Linked DNA regions of Mus musculus: region 1 is linked to region 2. A link is a contact called in public HiChIP or PLAC-seq data. All regions are on one chromosome and are shown on one strand. Each heading gives the region's core, a stretch centred on a gene start, on an enhancer-like site or on the middle of the called end of the contact. The rest is flanking DNA. Distances are from core to core; before and after follow the strand shown. Region 1 has its middle 38 kb from the start of Ccdc6. Region 2 overlaps Ank3 (ankyrin 3, epithelial).

Region 1 (5,739 bases), core at 304-2,803, 390 kb after region 2:
AATTAAGATGAAAGAGAAGCCAACCAAGGCAGAAAAGCTGGTATATCAGAGAAATGAGAGTCCCTAAAGATTGTAGGTTGAGAATTTAGAAACGCTGTGATTCCTAGACACAATCAGTGATATCTAGTATCGCCAATATTTTGTTTGTTTGTCCTTGGGCCGACTGGGTTTGTTTTCCTGGTCTGTAAGCATCCCTCCACAGTTGTAGAGTGTGGTCTCCACAGGGCAGCTCCAACTGTCATACTAGCAATGCTACCCAGATCACTTCTCATCCCAGAAGTGCAAAGAGGGGGGCCACTGCCTTTCTTCCTGAGGTCATCCTTCTAAGTAGGATTCTGGTTTCACGGTCCAATAAGAGAGACATAAATTTGATACTTTAAAGCCCTTTAAAGGAGGATGTTCCTGATAGAAATCAAAATCATAAGCAAATGTGAACTGAAAAAATTGCAGGAAAAAAAAAAAAAACAAAAAAACCCAAAAAACCCACACCTGTGTTAAAGATTCCATAAGGCCAAATGACTAAAATTTTGAGATAAGACCTTAAAATGTTGCAGACTAAAGCCAAATGATCTAAGTCAGGAGTAGTGGAGAAAGAGGCAGGCAGGTCTCTGTGAGTTCAAGGCCAGCCTGGTCTATAAGGCAAGTTCCAGGACAGCCAGGGCTACACTGAGAAACCGTATCTTGGGGTGGGGCAGGGAGCAAATTCCTGAGCTATTTTTAACAGCTCTGAAAGCCAATCATTGCACAGCTTGCAATGGACCTAAGGTCTTTATAACTTTTGATAAGTTTAAAACGAATTCTTTGCAAACCATTGCTTTCCCCTCACCTAAAAGCTAAGAGCATCACCAGATAACCCTGGAGCCGATCACAGAGCCCACCCTACCCCCACTTTGCTATGAACGGCTTAAGTGGGGTTCCCAGCAAAGCGTGGGATCGACACCTTGACTTACGAGTTCCTTTGTTGTGTAACTAATAAAGTTTCACATGACTAATTGGACAGTGGGTCTCGGTAACTGGGGAAACGAAACCTGTGTCTCAGGGCCTCAGTTTCCCACATTCGGTGCCAGCATACATTGTCCCCAGTCCCTTTGAGATGACAACTGGTTTTGTGTCAACACAGAAATCAAAGAGGCAAACCACAGCCATTTCCACTCAGAGCCTTTAGAGCTGTAAAGAATGAACAGTTATGACTAATATCACCCCCCAAATAACCCATTTGGATGTTTGAATATTTAGAAATTTTGTACTTCCATGACATGTGAGGTGAGGGTTGATTTGTTCTAGATGGGGGGGGGGGGTGAGGAAGGGCCACAGCAAACGAAGTGTCCTTCCTTCTAAGACGCTGACCATCCTTTATAAACCACTTAGCCAAGCTGCACAGCTATATTTAGGCAGTAACAGGCTGGGGTGAGCTACATGGCCCTGGATGTGGATTCTGGAACAATTTTTCACCTTGGGAGTCTGCCAAGAGAGGCCCTGGGATAGACTTCAGACAACGCTGACTGACACATTAAACAGTTGTGGTCAGGTTGTGGAGACAGATGGCCCCAAAATAGACTGGATGCAGACCTGATAGGCTGTCTTAACTCCTTGCTCATGTATAAAACACACATATGGAGTCTCAGGAAGGGTCATGGGATGGCAGCACACACTAGTCCTAGACTCTTAGAGTTAGACTCTTCAGCCAGAAGTTTTTGTCTCTACATACAGCTGCATTAGCAACGATACCACATCGGAGTTATCTGAACTTATTTCTAGTCCAAAGCATTCAACAATTTAGGTTATCAACAGGTGGTGTGGGTGAGCAACTTGGTTAACCCCTCTGCTCAACAAACTGAACACCCCGTGAGGTAGTTCACATTAGGAGACAAATGTAGACAAGGCCAGGGGTTGGCCTCTAGGAAGACACATTTCCAGATCTGGATTAAGAAAATGACTAGTGTAAACAGGACAGTGGTGGCACATGCCTTTAATCCCAGCACTCGGGAGGCAGAGGCAAGAGGATCTCTTTGAGTTCAAGGCCAGCCTGGTCTACAGAAAAAGTTCTAGGACAGCCAAGGCTACATAGAGAAAACCTTGTCTCAAAAACAAACAAACAAACAAAAAACCCCAAGCAAACAAAAAAGACTAGTACACAGATTGTGTATAGCCAACTAGTTAAACAAATAATGGGAACAGAGAATAGCATCCTGGAAGAAACACTAAAGGCCCTGAGTTGGGAGAACAAGACAGAGCTCCTTACTCTTCAGATATCTGTCATGCTCCACAATGTCTGTCTCCCTCTGTCCTTTCCCGCTACAGCCCCTACCCTCTTCCCCTGTGTCCTCCAGAGAGCGACTGCAGTGGCCCTTCCTCTCACGCACCCAGTGTGTTGTCTCAACACATCACATTACAAGACTAGGAAACCTACCTACCTTCCTTCCTTCCTTTCTTTCTTTCTTTCTTTCTTTCTTTCTTTCTTCCTTCCTTCCTTCCTTTCTTTTTTAAGATTTATTTATTTTATGTATTGTGAGTACACTGTAGCTGTCTTCAGATACACCAGGTGAGGGCATCAGATCCCATTACAGATGGCTGTGAGCCATCATGTGGTTGCTGGGAATTGAACTCAGGACCTCTGGAAGAGCAGCTAGTGCTCTTAACCACTGAGCCATCTCTCCAGACCGGAACTCTTTCTTGAAAGAACCACTTTCCCCTTAGGTAGTTCTAGCACTCAACAAAGAGACTTGGGGACCGGAATCGAAGTTGGACAAGCCAGTCCACCGACTGCAGCCACCTTTCAGTCTGTCTCCAATACTACTGCGAGCAAAATGCTGAGCTAACAGCTGTTGAAAGAATGAACAGCTGGCTACAAGCACCCAGAGAAAAACCTCGAAGAAAAGATTAGCAATAACTGTGCCCCGCTTAGTCCTCTCTGCTGAGTGGCTGTGGCTCAGGATGGTAAACTCTCAGTTACCACTCCATCGCCGTGCCTGCCTGCCTACTCTTATGCCTGCCCGCCACCATGGCATATCACTAGGCTCATGAACTGAAACCCCCTGAGGTTGGAATCCCCCAGCCCACTCTTCTATAAGTAGTTTTGGCCACAGTGTCTTATCACAGACATAGAAAATGAATGAAGACGGACATCTTAATTTTTCATCTTGGCAAAGCTTCAGGTGTAATCAAGTCCAGGCAAAAAGGTCCAAGATATCAGAGAGCCATGTTGGCTCCAAGGAGGCGTCCAGGATGTCACTTGGGGCCATCTCACCTAAATGAGGGGCTAATGAGCAACTAACGAGTTTTGTTTTTAAGAACCATCCAGTGGCCAGGCGGTGGTGGCACATGCTGTTAATCCCAGCAAGGGGGAGGCAGAGGCAGGCAGATTTCTGAGTTTGAGGCCAGCCTGGTCTACAGAATAAGTTCCAGGACAGCCAGGACTATACAGAGAAACCTTGTCTTGAAAAAGGAAAGAAAAAAAAAAAGAAAGAAAGAAAAGAAAAGAAAAGAAAAGAAAAGAACCATCCGGTCAGCAAGGAGGACTTACAATTAGTGCCCATGGTTTTAATTACCCAGAATTCTTGTTCAAAAGCTGATTTACCCAAACCTCTTCAGTTCTTAATTATGTGGGATCTGCAAGATCTGCTTAATGACTTGGGACTTTTCTGTTGTTTTTAATCTGTTTAAGTAGTTTTTTTTTTTTAAGTAAATTTGTTCTTAGACGTTCTACACATGTACACAATGCCTACTGACACCTACCTCTAATCTACCCCATCCATTCTCCCTCCTCTCCATGAATTATCAAGTTCATGTCTATTCATTGTATTTTGTGACTCTCTGATATTAACCAAGCTGGATAAGCAAAGCTGGACGACCAAAGGTTTTGAGTTATCCACCAGACCTGATAGGCTTGTCTGAGGGTTTACAACTAAAAATAACGATTTCCCTTTCCCCCAGAATCTAAAAAAAAAAAAAAACAAAAAACAAAAAAAACAAAAAACAAAAGTAAAGGAGTAATAAGTCCTGCCCCCTTCATGACTGAGAGCTGATAGGACCAGTCTTGTGGCTGCAACTTTGAAAGCAAATTCCCAGGTGCTAATGTGGAAAATCAAGAACCACATAGAATAGAACAGTTTTGCATCTGTAGTTCTTTGTGTACATCTAAACGTGTAACTTTATGAACAAGAGATACCTGGGATAACACAGCAACGCATCAATGGTTAACTTGTCTTGAGTTTCGGCTGCACCGTATTTCTTTAACACGCTGATCTTCTAATGAGTACACAGCCACGCTCTAATGCGCACACAGCGCTTTCCTTGGCGTAGGCTCTGCGTTAGTTTTGAAACAGTTCAGCTTTACACCAGCTGGCAGGATGAAAGCCGTCTTCATTCCTTTGCCGAGCATCTGCCAACACGGAACCTGTTCCACTCTGTTCCCGCTTACAGGGCTGCACCTGTCCAGAGAGGGGAGACAGAAAGGGACCCAGCCAGCTGATCCAGCGCACTGCACCGCACCCCCCAAGGGAGAGCAGGTGTGTTTCTTGTGCCTCCGCCTTACCCTGACTTGTTAAGTGCTTAGAGACAATGTTGTGTGGTTTTGGCCAAGGGAAAGCTGCACAAGGCTGAAGACGGAGCAGTAACAGCCGCAGCTGTGGGCTTGCTGCAAATTAGGCCAATGTTTTCTTATATTTATTTACTTCTGCTTGCGCTGGGGATGGAACTCAGCTTCCTCGTGCCAGGCAAGGCACACGCTCTACAACTGAGCTACACTCCTTAGTCAAAGGGTTTGAAGCAAGTCAGCTGCAGGCATCCTTGCGAAGACACCAGTTAGTACTTATTTCTGTTTAATTGGATTATGTGTAATTTTTAATTTTTTTCCTCTCTTCCTAAATGTATCAGGGTAATAGAGCTGTTACAGTGCCAAGACATAGTTAACCCTTAGACCTTTAGGAAGACACCATAACCTATAAGGGTAAAGTAGGGGCTTTCCCCAGTTAGCTCAGAGGCACCTGCTTCCAGAGTGCTCTTGGCGCAGTGAGTGAACGCCTGTCAAACGTGCGCACCCTGATGCACCCCAACTGATCCCTGAGGTCAGCCTTTCAAGCCAGCTGCCAGCTTAGTCAGTATCTCCACTTGGCAAAGCTCCAATATGGCAAAGCTGTATTGAAGCTAACACAGCTCCGCGCCCGAAATCTTTGGAATCTCCGCCCACCTGTGTGAACGCCCCTCCCACAGCTTCCCTTTCCTTCTAAGTAGGCATCTGTCAATTACCCATTTGCTCAGCCAGCCCTTTGAGAAGCACCCACGGAGAGTGCGCATTCACACTGCCAACGGGTCTGCTTTTGTCGGTCTTAAAAATACTTTTGAGTATTCCAGCCAGTTCTTAAACCTTCAGGTCTGTGGTGATTCACCTTATTCCATTTGGAGCGGCCAGAGCGGAACGGAGATTATAAATCTCCACGTATAAATAACAGGAACTTTCTTTGTGTCCCTATGCTACATCTCTACTCAAAGGAAGGCAGAAGGAGAAGAAAGAAAGAAAGAAAGAAAGAAAGAAAGAAAGAAAGAAAGAAAGAAAGAAAGAAAGAAAGAGGGCTGGTGAGATGGCTCAGTGGGTAAGAGCACCCTACTGCTCTTCCGAAGGTCCGGAGTTCAAATCCCAGCAACCACATGGTGGCTCACAACCATCTGTAACAAGACCTGACACCCTCTTCTGGAGTGTTTGAAGACAGCTACAGTGTTACTTACATATAATAAATAAAT
Region 2 (5,942 bases), core at 660-3,159:
TCCAGAAGAGGGAGTCAGATCTCGTTACGGATGGTTGTGAGCCACCATGTGGTTGCTGGGATTTGAACTCTGGACCTTCGGAAGAGCAGTCGGGTGCTCTTACCCACTGAGCCATCTCACCAGCCTGGCAAGCAACTCTTTAGCTAAATGAGGACATCCCGAATGTCATCTCTTGTCTGTCTTTAAAGAACTCAGTTGGCTCATGCCATCCCAGTCAGTGCCCTGCCCACCACTGCCAGGTGGGTTTCCGGTTTCAATTGTTTCTTAAAACACGGCACTCAATCGCCATTGGTTATCAGGCCAATGCCAGATTCCCGGGGAATCTGACTCCTTTTGGGGACATCTACTGATACTAACACAAATTGGGATTGTGTTGGCGTCTAGCCACGTGCATACAATATTAGTGAATTCTGACAGCATGTGTGCTTTAGGGTGGCTTTGGTTCCGTGAAACAGAGGTTTTATAGGCCAGAAAGTGTTCAGGGGAGGGAAAGAAAACTGTACAAAGTCTGTCACAGGAGAGGGATTCAGCTGACGGTGGTGCATGCTGGGTATTCTGCCCCCCAGTGCGGCTGCAACTGTCTGGATGGAGCTGAGACCGGTAGCAAGGTAGCAAGATAATTCTTTATTCACCACAGTGGTTGCACAGTCTGATTGGACTTGATGCAACATCAAAAATAGGAGTTATCAAAGACATAGATCCATGTGCACCCAGGGCTGCTATCAAGTGACAAGGTCGTCTACCGACTAAGAGACCTATCTGGAAATCATCTGTCTGGCATGGAATTTCTTTTTTTTTTTTTTTAAAGATTTATTTATTATTATATGTAAGTACACTGTAGCTGTCTTCAGACACACCAGAAGAGGGAGTCAGATCTTGTTACGGATGGTTGTGAGCCACCATGTGGTTGCTGGGATTTGAACTCTGGACCTTCGGAAGAGCAGTCGGGTGCTCTTACCCACTGAGCCATCTCACCAGCCCATGGAATTTCTTTTATCTTCAATTGTCTTTAAAAGTCTTAGAACCTGGGGCTCAGTGGTTAAGAGCACTGACTGCTCTTCCAGAGGACCTGAGTTCCATTCCCAGCAACCACGTGGTGGCTCACAACCATCTGTAATGGGATCTGATGCCCTCTTCTGGTGCATCTGAGGACAGTGACAGTGTACTCATATAAATACAATAAATAAATAAATAAATAAATAAATAAATAAATAAATAAACCTTTTTTTTTTAATCTTAGCAGCTGTTCACATTTTCTTGCTGTGCCTGTGACAAACCCCGTGATCAGAAGAGGAAACTTAGGCTGACGCTTCCAGCTCAGAGTCCGTCTCGAAGTGAGGGCAGAAACTGTGAGGAACCCTGCTTGCTAGCTTACTTGCTCAAGCATTCATTATTAACTCTCTCATTCAGCCCCATAGCACCTGCCTAGGGACGACATTTCCCCCCAAAGCTTGCCTATATCAGTTAGCAACCAAGACACACATGGGTGTGAGCAATGAACCCTGCGCCTCTGCTGGTCCATATGATGGGAGCAGACAAGGGGTCCCTCCTCCCGCCGAGAAAGGAATAGGTGCCGCTGGTGACCTACGAATCTCTCAGATGCTTTGGTTTCTTTGGGGGGAGCTTTACACTCAATGCTGTTTTAAAGTAAACATGCCCCGAAAAGAACAGAGGTTCACCTGGAACGCATGTTTGCACGAATCAAAGCTGGAACACTAGTGACTTCTGGAGGTGGAGAACGCTCTGCCAGAGTCGTTGCAGGCGGATGAATTCTGAATCCTTTCCACTGGAGCTTTTTTGTAAAGGTTGGAGCTGTACTAGGGGCATCTAAGGCTTTGTCTCAGGCTGGACACAGTCCCAGGTTGCATTATGAGTCTGGCTGTTTTGCTCAACTGTTCCACAAGGGGGCAGTGCAGGAAAGCCAGCAACTGATCTGAGGAGGCTTTCCAAAGAATGTGGCACTCCTTCTCCTCTGGAAGAGATTGTTTCCTGATCTAGAGATTGAGGGTAAACTGAATCCGAGCTCTTAAGAAACAAACACAGAGCGGGCAGTGGTGGCGCACGTCTTTGATCCCAGCACTTGGGAGGCAAAGGCAGGTGGATTTCTGAGTTCCAGGCCAGCCTGGTCTACAGAGTGAGTTCCAGGACAGCCAGGGCTACACAGAGAAACCCTGTCTCAAAAACCCAAAAAACAAAAACAAAAACAAAACAAAACAAAAAAGAAATAAACACAGACAGAGACAAATACAGATACTAGCACCCAACCAATGGACAGAAGCGGGGACCCCTGTGGTTGAATTGGGGGAAAAGCTGGAAGAAGCTGAGGAGGGTGACCCTATAGGAAGACCAACAGTCTCAACTAATCTGGACTCCCGAGATCTCTCAGACACTGAGCCACCAACCAGACACCATAAACTAGCAGGTCCGAGGCCACATATACAGCAGAGGACTGACTGGTTAGGCCTCAGTGAGAGAAAATGCACCTAACCCTCGAGAAATTTGCGGCCTCAGGGAGTGGGGAGGCCTGGCAGGGTGTGGGATGGGTGTGGGTGTGTGGGGAGATACTCTTGGAACAGGGGTTGGGGGGTTGGGGGAGAGGTTTTGAGGCAAGTGTGGGGGGACTGTCAGAGGGCAGACCTGGAAGGGGATAATGACTGGACTGCAAAAAAAAAAAAAAAAAAAAAAAAAGATTAAGGACTTTTTTAAAATGTAAAGCATTAAAAAGAAACAAGAACTAAACACAATATGGAATTTGATAGCATTATACATTTTTCCTTTGTTTGTATTCACGATACTCCCTGACTAGGGAGTTCATGTGCACTGCTCAAAGGTTGACTACATACTGTGTCCAACAGTACTGTCATTAGACAGTTGCTCTCATACTGTATATACAAGGTACATACTGTATATACATATATCACATATAGGCTATTATACAGGCTTTCATATGTACATGAAAATCTGATTCATGTTTCAATTATCCAATTTTTGTGGTGCTGAAATCAGGACAAATATTCATAAATAAAAGTAAATCCATTTTGTCTTGTCATGAAGTGTAAGGGTGGGCTAGAGAGGTGACTCAGAGGTTAGGAACACTTATGGCTTTTCCTGAGGACCTGGGTTTAATTCCTAGCACTTACATGGCAGCTTACAATCACCTGAGTCCATTTTCATGGGATCTAGCACCCACCTCTGACCTCTGAGGGCGATAGACATTCAAATGCTACACACACACACACACACACACACACACACACACACATGTGCGCGCAAGCAAACATGCATTCACATAAAGTGAAATTTAATTAATAAAAGAAAATTGAGGTCATCACAGTATTTTCAAGATATACTTCATACCATGTTTTAATGCAGAAGTGATAAATTTAAATAATGCTGCTGATAGCATGCTTGCACACAGACCTCTTCTTATTCTGCAAAGAAACTTCACATCTACTATCTTACTTGAACCCACAGCCCTCATGTGATGGACATAGGGCATGCAGTTGTAGCTGGTTTTGATTTATAGAGAAAGCACCTGAGCTATGACAGGCTGAGTGATTTCTAACCGAACAGGCTGGTGAGCTGACTCGGCCACTAAGGGTGTTGGCTGCTCTTCGAAAGGACCAGACTTGGGTTCCTAGCGCCCATGTTAGATAACTAACTGCTACCTGTAACTCCAGCTCCAGGGACCCAATTTCCTTCTTCTGACTTCCGTTGGCAGACAAACACACTCACTGACACATGTTAAAATAAGTCTGAGGAGGAGGAAGAAGAGGAAGAGGGTTAAAAGGAAATTAAGCCAACATGGAAGCCAGGAACTGTCTCCCCAAGTCAGTGCTCCACTATTCCGAAGCCTTGACTGGTCATCTTCTTTTCACCCCTAAATTTACCCTACTTATGGGGTCAGGTATGTGGGTCGGTGGACACAGTGCTTTCCTGGCATGCATGAGGATCAAGTCCCTAGCCCCAAATTTTATTTACCTCAAAGGAAAATGTCTTACTTGATAGCAATAAGGGGTAAAAAAAAAAATTTACCCCACACAGAATAAGTGGTACTTCTGTGCAGATTAAAAAAAAAATTCTATAAATCATATGAAGTTTCTCTTTAAAAAAAACAAAAACAAAAAACCAAGCCATTTTGTTACAAAAAGTCGATCTGATATGGTCAAATAACTTAGATAACTTTTTGTTTATTTGTTTGTTTGTTTGTTTTTGTTTTTTGAGACAGGGTTTCTCTGTGTAGCCCTGGCTGTCCTGGAACTCACTTTGTAGACCAGGCTGGCCTCAAACTTGGAAAATCGCCTGCCTCTGCCTCCCAAGTGCTGGGATTAAAGGCGTGCGCCACCACACCTGGCTTGGATAACTAACTTAAAAAGCAAAGTGGTTCATGATGGTTTATAGCTTCAGAGATTTCAGTCCCGGCTCAGGTGGCCCTGTTGCTAGGAAGCCTGGGAAAAGGAAGATCCGGGTGTCAGGAAGTAAGAGTGTAAAAAGGGTCTGGGTTAGTGTCCTGGCTTGCTGCCTGATGACTAGAAAGCAAAATTAAAAAGAGGGAGAGACCTGGACCCCGCAGTTCCTTTCAGGGGCAGGCTTCCAATACAGTAGTGACACCCTTCCCACAACTTCCCCCCAGTCTCTTAATGGTGACATAGGATGGGACCAGCCTTGGACATGAGTCCTTAGGCGGGTATTGTGAACCTAATTTGCAAGACATCAGCAAGGATGCTAGGCAGATGCATTGGTCAGAAAATTGTAATGATGTCAAGGCAGGAAACAGAGGCAGCTAGCACAGGGAGACCAGGGAGAAGGCTCTCACTCAGTCCTAGCTGTCTCCTATCTCTTGGTTTTAGCTTTTCTCCCTCATTCAAGAACTCCTGCTAACAAAATGGAGCTGGTGACAATGGACCAAGACTTCTCACATCAATTAGTAACGGAGATAGTCTCCCACAGACATGCCCCCAGGCCAACCTGATCTAGATAATTCCTCAATAGAGACTCTCTTTTCTTATGATTATAGGCTGTGGCAAGTTGACATAACAATTCAGCATTCTGTATGGAGTCTTAGATCACTTCAGTAGCCATGGTGGTTTGGGGTCTTGTGGGGTTGTAAGACATTGCTCTCTGGGTGATCATTTTTCTTACTGTGAGACTTGAGGAAATGGTGTCCAAGTGAGAGGGAGCCGCGAAGGCACTCTCAACAGCACAGGGAATAGCTTATGTTGGCGTGTCTTAGCTAAACAGCCTTTTACAGCTTACTTAGCACAAAAGCAAAATGCTACACACTAGAAGTTTAAGAGCTAGCTGTATGCCCTGCTGACAATAATCTTAGAGTCTAGCAATGGCTTTTTTTTTTTTAAATGTACACTGGGGTTTTGTCTGCATGTTTGTCTGTGTAAAGGTGTCAGAGACCCTAGAACTGGAGATACAGATAGTTGTAAGCTGCCATGTAGGTGCTGGGAATTGAACTCATGCTCAATACGTTTAACCACTGAGCCATCTCTCCAGCCTGTTTGTTGGACTGTTCTGTGCTTGGCTGTGTTCTGGATGACCCCATGGCTTGCCCCTTGCTTTTTGGTGTGCTTCTCTAATCCAGTGATGGCCCAAACAGTGTTTCATTTTGATTGGTGGATTGTGTACATGTGTGTTATATGAAGATGCACATGTCTGTGTGTATGTGTTGAATCAATGTGCACATTTTTATGCCTATGCATGTATGTGTGGGAGCTGTGTGCCTGCAGTTTGATGCTTGGTGTCTTCTTCAATTGCTCCCCACCTTAGTTTTGAGAAAAGGCATCTCGCCTGACCTTGAGACCATGGATAAGCTAGGCTGGCTGCTCAGCGAGCCCCAGAGATCCTCCTGTCCTGACTTCTCATGGACATTATTGCTGTCTACCCAACACCCCCACCCCCTTTTCTTTAAAGCAGTGTTGAAGACCTAAATT

The links. HiChIP or PLAC-seq counts read pairs in DNA pulled down with a chosen protein or histone mark.
Region 1: an HNF4G HiChIP or PLAC-seq map of pancreatic cancer cells shows a contact between it and region 2. The contact joins two enhancer-like sites. A contact is called at or near these places in 1 of 115 datasets of contacts at active chromatin or transcription factors (pancreatic cancer cells) and 1 of 9 other capture datasets (embryonic stem cells).

Annotation. Positions count from the first base shown.
Region 1 is chr10:70,055,793-70,061,531 of GRCm38.p6, forward strand. No RefSeq gene overlaps it. Among named protein-coding and RNA genes, the nearest start is that of Ccdc6, 38 kb to the right of the region's middle. Within about 2 kb of position 1,554, at least 21 of the 459 cell types and tissues checked have an H3K27ac peak or open chromatin away from gene starts, as enhancers often do. A contact at or near this core is called in pancreatic cancer cells, where this site is marked.
Region 2 is chr10:69,660,637-69,666,578 of GRCm38.p6, forward strand. The region is part of intron 1 of Ank3 (ankyrin 3, epithelial); the gene reads left to right. Among named protein-coding and RNA genes, the nearest start is that of Gm33464, 100 kb to the left of the region's middle. Within about 2 kb of position 1,910, at least 29 of the 459 cell types and tissues checked have an H3K27ac peak or open chromatin away from gene starts, as enhancers often do. A contact at or near this core is called in pancreatic cancer cells, where this site is marked.